2 separate regions of the Rattus norvegicus genome follow, and region 1 is linked to region 2. Evidence: chromatin contacts called from public Hi-C data. All regions are on one chromosome and are shown on one strand. Each heading gives the region's core, a stretch centred on a gene start, on an enhancer-like site or on the middle of the called end of the contact. The rest is flanking DNA. Distances are from core to core; before and after follow the strand shown.

Region 1 (5,237 bases), core at 2,492-4,991, 59 kb after region 2:
CCTACCCCCTCCTGTAACTCAGTCCATCTGAAGTAGACCCAAGAATCAGCATTTTTACCAATAGATCACTTGATCTTGATGCAGGAGGTGGTATGTGGTATGTTGCCTCCTCTGTATTGAACTCCTGTCTTACACATACCGTAGTAGTGAACTGAGGTGAGTTCAGTCTGCATGCCAACACAGGCAGAGTTGTTTGTGGGTAGAGCTCCTTTGATCCTAGAGATGGAGTAGGCTAGGAGAGCTTGCTGTAAAATGTGGATCAACAGGATTTCTTTTTCCTTTTGAGGAGGGGGTAAATTAGATTCTGGAAACACTCCCGGACTGTAGAAAAGTGTGCTAGCTACCAGCTGTTCTGGGAGAGTGACTCACCACCCCTGTGGCTGCAACCAAGGGAGGTGAAACGAATAGCAGCCACCTCTGTGGGTGCGGGGTGTGTGTGTGTGTGTGACAAGAGGTGGTGATGTGACTTCAATAGAAGTGCACACACCCTGTGGACCTGTGCATTCCAGAGAGGAGCAGACCTCCTGCATAGATGCCAATAGATGCTGTCAACTCTGTGGCCCAAAAAGAAGAGGGAAGGAGGAGCCAAATAAACCATCTCCAAACCACCACAGATGCAGCCTCTTTAGTCATGGGTATGAAAAGCCCTGTGTTTCAAACTCTAGACTCATCCTGGCCTCTTCCTCTCCCTTGCTGGTAAATCTCATTCCATTGCACCTCTTCCCTGTCCCACCCCCCTCTCTGTGACACACTGGTCATCACCCTCTATTCATTCTTACCACCATGACCCATGCTTCAACCCCCATCATCTTTCATTTGCACATAGGAGGTCTTCATCTTCAGTGTCCTGTGTCCTGTCTTTCCCTCCATTCATCTTCTGCCTAGCCTCAAATCTATCTTCTCCAAAATGCAAGACTAAGCATAAGATTGTCTCATGTAAGATCCATAGCCCTTTGATTTTTAAACTCCAGTGTGGGTCAGAACCACCCAGCAGGCTTGTGAAAATGGGGTGCTGGACCCTTCTGGAATGTTCTTCATGACTTCTTAATTTGCTGAATTCCTGAGTGAGGTCTCTTGTCTCCTGCACTGTGAGCAGCCCACACTGCGCTATTTCACTGAGTCTTCCTAGAGAACATCGTATAGTATAGGAACCATAATCCTCCCATCTTCCCAGTATCCTGTATTTGGGGGACGTGGGGCTCAGGCAGGCTTGGAACCTTGATCAGAGTACACAGGTACTAAATGAAAGACCCAAATTGTCCTCCTGACTTTAGCACCTGGACTTTATCCAATGAAATATTCAACTAATGATAATTAAATAGATGAATTACTTCGGCTAGAGTGTTTACTAACATCAGGTAAAATTTGTGATGGGGTCTTCTAGTTATCATTTGATATTGCATGCATGGTTTCTTTTATTGTCTCTATGAAAAATTCCTAAGAGGCCAACTTACAAGGGGATTTGTTCTAGGCTTCAATCCATCGTGGTAGGGAAAGCCTGAAGGGATATCTTACATCATGGAAGCTGGGGTTTCATCTAACCTGTGCCCAGTGGGATGGTGCCCAACACTTTTAGGCCGTGCCTTCCTTCTCCACCCTCCTGGCAGACACACCCAGAGATGGGTATCATCACCACTTTGGTGTTTCTCAGTCCAGTCAACTTGATAAGGCGATTAACCATCAAACAGGACACTAGGTACCTCTGTGACAATGTGTATGTCTCCATGCTATCCAGGCATTGCTGTATTTTAAGGGAGCCCAAAGGACGGAGCGCTAAATATCATTGCTCTCTCCTTCAACTGGGCGACCATTTGTCCATTTCTCTTTTCTTTTCTCTTTTCTTTTTCCTGTCCTCCTCCTCCTCCTCTTCCTCCTCCTCCTCCTTTTTCTTTTCCTCCTTTCTTGTTCTTTGCTTTTTGAGGCAGGTTTTTTTCTATGTAGCCTTGGCTGTCCTGTAACTTGCTTTAGAGACCAGACTAGCCTTGAACTCATAGAGATCCAATGTGCCTCTGCCTTTGGAGTCCTGGGATTAAAGGTTCATGCTACCAACCCCTGGCCATTTGTTCAGTTCTATCTAGCTACCCTGATTACGTCTTTGCATTTGTTTGACTTTAGGACATTTTTTTTTTTGTTTTTTTTTTTTGTTTGTTTGTTTTTTTTTTTTTTTTGTTTTTTTTTTTGGTTTTTGTTTTTTTTTGGTTTTTTTTTGTTTGTTTGTTTGTTTTTTTGTTTTTTTACCAGAGGGTTTCACTATTAATACAGCTTGGTGAATGACCAGAAACTTGGTGGATCTTGGTGAATTCTTGGTGACTCTCCAAGAAATTCACAGGCTTTGCCATGTGAGTAGCACTTAAAGGTGCCTGAGACCCAAGCCAGCCCCCTGTACTATTGGAGCAGGTAAAGCTTTCCTACAGGTGTGCCGTTCCCAACCCTTGAGGTCTTCTCAGGAAGTCAGTGGGAGAAGTCCTGTGATACTTGGACATAGGATGGCCGTTGTCCCTGCTTTCTGAGTTCTCCTTTTTCAACAGAAGCCAGGGGCCAAGCCTGGCTCCTTCCTGAGATTTTTTTCCTCCCTCGGATTCAGCAGAGATCTTTTTCTACAAGTCCCAAAGATGTTTCCCCCCACTTTACGAGTGAGGAAGCATGGATCTCTGTAGAGAAGTCTGCAGCCACTGGTTCTAAATGTTCAAGGAGAAAAATTAACGTATTGATAGCCTGGGCCTGCTAAGAAGGACAAACACAAGATCTGACTCTTCCTGCCCGGTGCACTTTCCGCCTCTTGCACACATGCGCCCCCTGCTGCCAGATGCTGGAAGTGCACCCGCGGGTGGGACCACGAGGACCACAGCAGCCCTTGTTGATACCTGCGTAGAAAGATTGCAAAGGAGTGGCCAAAGACGAAATCATAGTCTTCACATTTTCTCAAAAGGACCGAATTAAGCTTTTTTTGTTTTTTTGTTTTTTGTTTTGCATGTCAGGCATATGCTTTGTAATAAGAGATGAATAAACACCTCCTTGAAAGGTTAAACAGACGAAAGCGCTTCGGGGTTGGAGTCAGTCAACACAGATCCAGGCTTTGATGAGACTAGACTTCTTTACCTGTACTTTGAACACAGTGACATTGTGCATTATTGTGGAACATATCCATGAAGAGGAACGTATTAAATATTTTATAGCATAAGCAAAATTACTGTGTGCTGTCTAACAACCTCTCTCCTCTCCCTCTCTCTCTGCCTCCCTCTCCTTTCCCTCTTCTTTCCTCCTCTTTCTATCCCACCTCCTCTTTCCCTCCCATCCTTTTTCATACATCTTTAAGTGGACATCACAGTGAAGCAACCTAACCCTCCAACAACCCAAAAGGAAGTAAGGCAAAGAAAGCACAGCCACAAACCGGAAGTAACAGAAAAAAAACCCCCTGTATCTCCGGCAAAACAGTAAAAAGTGAAAGAAAGGAAGAAAGAAAAAATAAATAAAGAAGCAGTGTTAGACTCTGGGGAGATCAAGTTAGATTTAGCTAGCATGGGTTTCCAGCCTGGCTTGACCCCCTAAGTAGGGGGTTTTAGAGATGACTGAGTAATTCTTGACCTCTGTTTGACCCATAAACAGGAATTCTCATTTGGCATTGTAGGAGCTCTGGAGCTAGTAGGTTCCTGCCTTTTTAAATGTAGGTCTCTCCTCCTTTTCGCCGGTGGCAGTGGGCGGGCCTGGGCTCGCGGCAGGGAGGGGCCACCACGCCTGCGTCCTCCTGGGAGCCGCCCTGCCCTGCTGCTGCAGGCAGCTCCGTGCCCTGCTGGCTCCCTCCCTTCCTGTAGCAGCCCTGCCACGTGGTAGATTGGCTACTTCTGGGAATGTGAGAAAGCACTCCACCGAGGGCCACACCAAGAACTTTTACAGCTCTGTGGATTATGTTAAACTTTCCTTGCAAGCATCTGTTTAGAGACAAACCCCTAGATGTTCTCTATGGCACAGAAAAACAGGGGGTGACAGAGAAATCAAATCAACCAATCGGGACAGTGTTGGTTGTGTTAGCTTTGTCCTTCAAAAATCTTCTTAATTCTCTTGCCTCTTCCTTCTTGGGGGGGGGGGGATTTTAAGGTAAGGGAGTTTTAAAAAAAGATGCCAGTGAACATCTTCATCACAGTTTTCCTGAAAGTTTCTGCCCTAGGACTGAGGAAGAAGACAGCAGCCCTTCTGGCCCCGAACCTCTCCCAGTAAAATGCTTGAGGAAAGGGGACCTAGGTCTCTCTTTAGAGTAGCCCCAGTACATGGTACAGCGACCTGAGGACAAATAAAAACATTCTTAAGGTTGGATCTTGCCAGACGTAGACGGCTTAGCCTATGACCTCCCACTGTGCATGTGCCATTGAAAAGTGTTCTGGCTGCTGATAGACTTGGTGGTTTCAAAGTGTTTAGACCTCTGAGCCTCTTTATGACTGTACGCCTGTAAACAGGTGGAGTCGAGCCTGTGGTATTGATGGGAGGATTGAGGAGGCCAAGGCCACAGAGCTGGTTTCCTGGGAGGTCTAACCTAGGTCAAGGTCTGAATGCAGTATTCCGTACCAGTTATGATGGGTCTGCCAGCTCTCCTTCATGGTAAATTAAATAACTACCCTTTTAAAACATAAGTCAAAATAAATGTATACAGTCACAGGACCTATGTATTGTGTATTTATATTACAAATTAAACAGGGTGTGTTTCCAATGCAAAAAAAAAAAGTCACACTCTGGTACCCTCTTCAATAGAGAGCACATTTTAATAGGTAATTTATTTCTACAGCTCAATAGTCAAACTCTAGAACACACTGTACCTGAAAAAGCCTTGACTAAACCTCCCTCACAGCATCTGATTTCTTCAGGTTCTTTTCTCCTTCATCAATAACCATTTTTTAAAATATTACTTGTTTATGAAATTCTTAGAGATTCAGAGCCTTACTGTAAGTTGAGTTGCACATGGTATGTTTTGAATTGGTTTCCTTCAAGTGATGTCAGGCTTGCCTAAACAATTTGCCTCTTACCTGGGAACCCCAAGGGTCACTGAGGAGCCAGTAGGAGGGCTGCAGGAAAGAGAGCCTGAGGTTTGAAGCTCTAGAGGCTACAGGAGAATAGGCCAGCTCCATATGTTCAAGAATCCAGCCAGACAAGGCTGATCCCAATGAGTCCTGGGGTTCTTGCCTGACACTGATGAGGGTTGCTAGCTGTTTTCACAGGGAAAGCTGTCTAAGAAGGAGCTGTGAGGA
Region 2 (5,196 bases), core at 1,037-3,536:
TAGCGCAGTACGTAGCGCGTCAGTCTCATAAATGTGGCAGCTTCTGAGTCTCAGTTTTCACATCTGTACAGAATCCTTGCACCCTTATTATCAATCCCTGCACCCCTGTTATTGCATTCCATTTATCTTAGTCATATTTTCATTTTTATCTCCATACCCCAGTTATCATATATGTCTTTAACCCCTGTATGACCAAATAGTATACAAACATTTAAAGAGAGAAGTGGACAAGAAGGACTGCCTAAGGGGAGAAAAAAGGACAAAAGGCCTGACTTGGGTCCTGTGACTGACCATACCTAGGTGGAAATTGAGTGGGAGACAGAGTCTGGGAAACAGGATTGAGTCAACCCCTTTTGCAATGTCTGCCTCGGCCAACACTGATTTTATAATCACTGGAATTTAAAAAACAGTCGTTTCCTTTATTCTTGACTTCTTCAGTGTTTTCTCCTTCCCACCACTCCCCACCTACTGTAGAGCAACCATCAGCAAATTCACACTCAACAGAGCCAAGGGCTGAGGGGATACCAGAGAAGAGTCTGCAGCCTCCTCTTGGTGGGATGGAGAGATAGATGGGCAGCAAGCCACAGGTCTGGGAACCAGCTTCTTGGTTCTGTTGACCTCATCTGGTCTCTCTGGCCCGAGGTTCTGGCTATGAAAGTTTATCAGTGAAGACTTCAGTTTTAATATATTCTAGATGGTGCAGAGCTAGCCTGGGCATCTCAGACAGAGAGCTTTGATCTTAGTTGCCCTTCCCAAATCAACACTTGGCCACGATCTCCACAAAGACAAGGGCTTAGGTTGCCTGGGTTCAAGTCTTGACTGGTAAGACCCTTGTTCAGTACCCCTGGACCATAAACTGTGTTTCCTCCCCTGCAAAACAAGAATCCCAAGATTGCACCTGGTGAAAGATGGGGTGAGTCAGGTTTGTCCAGTGCTCAGGAGGTGTTTATTACACAGTGAGTGCTATGGAAAGATTTGTTTAAAAAAATAAACACGAGAAAGAGCCATAAGTTGTCTGGGCCCTGTGTGTTTGAAGCTATCTCCTGTTCCACACAAAGCTGCAAGGAAGGGCTGGACTTTTTCCTTTGTTCCCTGCTGGCTGAAGCACATGTCCTCTGTTGTAGGGAGGGGAAGAACAAACCAGAAGCGTCTGTTGAGATGCCGGAGCAGCTGAAGGAACTCTTGGGGAGACAGAGGCTATGCTCACAGTATAGATGGGAAACTGAGGCGCAGGAAGGTGCAGATGTTGACCAAAGTCACAAGTCTGTAGATGATGGAGCTGAGACTCCAGCCGGGCGTGTTTGACTCCCAAACCTGGACAGCCCCTATAGTCAATAGAATATTTTTCCAGGCAAAATTTGAGAGATCCTAAGAGCTTCACATGTACACCAATGACCGTTTTTAAAGGGATCCACTCTTTTATATTATATTATTTATTTATTATTGGTTTTCAAGGCAGGGTTTCTTTGTATAGGTCTGGCTGTCCTAGAACTCATACTGTAGACGAAGGTTGTCCTGGAACTTGCAGAGAACAGCCTGCCTCGGCCTCTGAATGCTGGGATTAAAAACATCCACCACAACCAACGAACAGGATTTATTTCTTCATACTCAGCTTAGCAAGTCTAGAAGTTCAAGGTTAGCTCTGGCTAGCTGAAATAATAATGTCAGTACCATCTTACAGGTCCAAATTTCTCTCTGCAAACTTCCTTTCTGTCCTTAGATTTGTTGGTGGCCACCTCTGTGAAAGCCACTTTCAAAGAGAACGAACCCTTCCCTGCTCAGCGTCTTTACTAATTTACTAATGGTATTTGAGCAAGCCACAGGCATTCAAAGAGGCATCCCTAGTTCTGTCCCTTTAAGCAAAAAGAAAGAATTGCCCAACCCCGCCCCACCCTACCCCACCCTGTGCCTGCAAAGCTCTGGCGTCTGTGATGCCTGAGATAGAGCCAAGATAAAAAGAATTGGAAACAAATTGAACTTAACAAAAGCAAACCAAACCTTCTGTTACCAGCTCATAGGCACTTCTCCCTAAATTGCAATGTCCCAAGGATATGTGAACCAGGATCACCTCTGGTCCTGTCTTCCTGGTTCCACCCCAAGTGTACCAACCCTGTGAGAAGACAGGCGCTTGACTCTATCAGTTCCCACCTTTCCTCCAGCCACTCATCTTTCCCCTTTTATACTGTTGGCTTCCTAATGGTTTTCCTCTTGCTGCCGGGGATGAGAGGGTGTAAATGCCCTGAGCAGCTGCAGGGAGCTCTCCAGTGAGATCCTGTGGGTGGGGCTGGCAGTAGGCAGGAGAGACTAGGAGAGAGATTAGGTGAAACATTAGCCTGGCCTTTTGGACACGGTCCAGTGTCTTTCAATGATTTCTTTGTGTGCTTTGGGTGCTGGGCTTGTTTGGCAGGGGACCGGCACCCATTAGAAGATTTCACAATGATTTGCCATGTTACAGTTCTAAACATGTCAACTCCTCACCAAGGTTATATTTGTAGCTTTACAGTCTCGTTAGACTCCCCCCACCCCAGCCCCCAACACACCCTCCTCTCTCTGGGGAGCTTAAGGGAAAAGTACTCTAAGAGAATTAATCAAAATGACTAGGTAATGCTCTAAAAATAATAAATGTCGTTATGGGTTGGATCGCTTTCAAGTTCAAGCTCATTCTGTAAGCTTGAAGATCCACACGTTGAGTTGCCCATCTACTGCTTCTTATTAGAAGGAAGTGGCCTGCTGTATAAAGTCAGGTACATTATGAAGACACATGGAGGCTACGACTCTCCCAACACTGGACTGTGTTCCAGCTAAATTCATTAAGCAATGTGACCTAGGAGGGGGCAAAGGGCAGGTGCAGGAATCATTTCTTACCCTCTGTTCCTTTGCCAGCCTTGCAAATTAGGATCTGCTCCAGACGTGCTCAGAGCTCTGAAAGTAAGAGTGGTGGAGGTCAGGGTCCAGTTCACCTCACTCACAGGACAAGTTGGTGCACGCGAACAGCAAAAATGAGGGCAACCAAATGAACAAGTAACTCTGGAGGGAGTGGGGTTGTTTTATTTTCAGACACATTCTCCCTAGGGAAGCAGCTGGCTTTAACTTGAGGTCTTCTTGCCTCAGCCTCCCAAGTGCTGGGATTATAGTTGTGCAAATGTTGCCACCATCATGGTTTCAAGATGCCTTCTGGGATAATAATTTCAAGAGAATAGTGTGTGTGTGTGTGTGTGTGTGTGTGTGTGTGTGTGTGTGTGTGTGTGTGTGCTTGTAGGGGTGTGTATGTGTGTACTCATTCTGGAGTGTGTGGAGGTCAAAGGTTGATGTCAGGGGCTTTCATTAACTGCCTTTACCTTATTTTTGGAGACAAGGTCTCACACCGATCCTGGAGCTCCCTGATTCAGTGAGGTTGACTGACCAGCAAGCCCTAGGGTGCCCCCATCTCTGTGTCTCTGCTCCAACAGAGCTGGGGTTCCCGATGTATGCAGCCACACCTAGCTTTTGCATGGGCGCTGGGAATCTCAACTCAAATCCTAATGCTTGCACAGCAAGGAATTTTTGTGTTCAACCATCTCCTCAGCCTCCTCTGCTTGCCAAGAATGTTGTTCTGTGAGGGGAAAAATGTAGCTGGGTCTTAGACTCTTAAGGCCATTAAGCCTGGCTATAACAAGAGTAGATAAACCTTAAGGTGAGGCTGAGAAGGAAGGTTTAAATTGGAGAAAAAAGGAGATGGGGGTGATGAGTTGAATCCCTTCCCTACTTTAAGTGATACAATTCTCTGGTTTTCCGTTGGCCTTTTCAGCTAGTAGAAACATCCCTGAACAAGGACCCTAACCGCCCACAGCCCCTAGATCATTTGTCTGTGTCAGACAGGGCTACTAGGTCAGAGTGATTGTGAAGAAAAATAGGAGCGAGGACTCCTGAGGTGTGATTGCGCATGCTCTTTGTGTCCAAGTCTAAGCCTGACTGCTCTTGGGCTAAGTCGCCAAGATATTTCCAACCTAAGAAATGTCATCAGGCCTGAGAGTGCCCCTTAGATAATTCCTGGGCCTTCATCTTCCAAAGAAAGGCTGATTGCAGTGTTATGAGTCCGAACCTTCGTTAGCCAGCCTCCATAAATCATGGCTGGCAGAAAAGACTGGAGGGTCATGGGTAATTGAATTCCAACCAACCTTCACACCTAATTCAAGTCAGCTCTCCGACCTCTTTCCTGGATCAATCTGCTGACAGAGCTGGTTAGTAGCTATTGTTTTTAAATTCGAAGAAACCTCTTTTGAGGACCTATTGTGCATTAGCTTTGTGAGAGATGGGGCTAACATCCTACCCCATTCATTCATTCATTCATTCATTCATTCATTCACTCACTCACTCACTCACTCAGTCCACACTCCCACCAGAATCCAGACTTGATGAATTAATAGATAGTGGGAAGGAAAGTAAAGGTCATCTTGGGGTCAAACCACCCTTCACTGCTGGGAGATGAGTCCTCACACTGCTGGAAAACCCAAAGCTAGTTCTGTGCGAGAAAACGGATAAGAAACAGCCTCTTTCCTTCCTTAAGAAAAGTCAGCCTCCAAATCCTGAAGACTCGTTTAAGTCCTCTTTCCAGCAGAGTTGATGTGGAATGTCAGGTGTGTTTTTGGCTCTGTGGGTCTCATCTGTGGTGTGGAGTGGGGTGTATGCTTCGGGACTGGAGAGGAGAGTACTGTCATCACTAACTGAGCCCTCCCTGCCAGGGAAGGTGTGGAGAACTCTAGGTTCCTCACACCTGTGCTCTTACTGCTAACGACTCTCACTGTTAGCCTCAGAGCCGTGACAGGCCTGTCTGGAAACTGGACCTGAGGCAGACAGTACTTATTCAAGATCCAAGGTCTGGGAACATCTCCCGACATCCCTCCAGCGCTCGGCACGTTTGGTAAGCCTCCTCACTGCTCTAATGAGCAAACACAAGCCTGAATTCCTCATCTAGAACACGTCTGGGGCATTCCACATTTTCCAAAACCCATGGCTCTTCCTCCTTCCAGAGACCACATCACACCCTGGCACTATTCCTCATTCTCAGACAGTTGCACCCTGAGTACGGGTGACTCTCCTGCCCTGGCCCTCCAACCCAGAATGAACTGAGAGCACTGGATTACTGCAGATAGGATTCTTGGCAGCAATACGAGTTGGAGCAATGAGTCAAGACTGTGGAGAGGTTTGCTCAGGGGG

Evidence for each region. A called contact is a pair of places that touch in the nucleus more often than the background predicts.
Region 1: a contact with region 2 is called in a Hi-C map of liver, with 9 times the contacts expected there. The contact joins two enhancer-like sites. A contact is called at or near these places in 5 of 12 Hi-C or Micro-C datasets (the A7r5 cell line, kidney and liver).

What each region holds. Positions count from the first base shown.
Region 1 is chr14:44,139,815-44,145,051 of GRCr8, forward strand. LOC134481747 (a long non-coding RNA gene) reads right to left here. Exons shown (of 2, transcript XR_010057514.1): 2 at 4,731-5,237. Among named protein-coding and RNA genes, the nearest start is that of Mir328b, 130 kb to the left of the region's middle. Within about 2 kb of position 3,742, at least 22 of the 93 cell types and tissues checked have an H3K27ac peak or open chromatin away from gene starts, as enhancers often do. A contact at or near this core is called in liver, where this site is marked.
Region 2 is chr14:44,081,820-44,087,015 of GRCr8, forward strand. It overlaps LOC102552762 (a long non-coding RNA gene), which reads right to left. Exons shown (of 3, transcript XR_595795.4): 2 at 2,866-2,922; 3 at 924-2,304. Among named protein-coding and RNA genes, the nearest start is that of Mir328b, 68 kb to the left of the region's middle. Within about 2 kb of position 2,287, at least 19 of the 93 cell types and tissues checked have an H3K27ac peak or open chromatin away from gene starts, as enhancers often do. A contact at or near this core is called in liver, where this site is marked.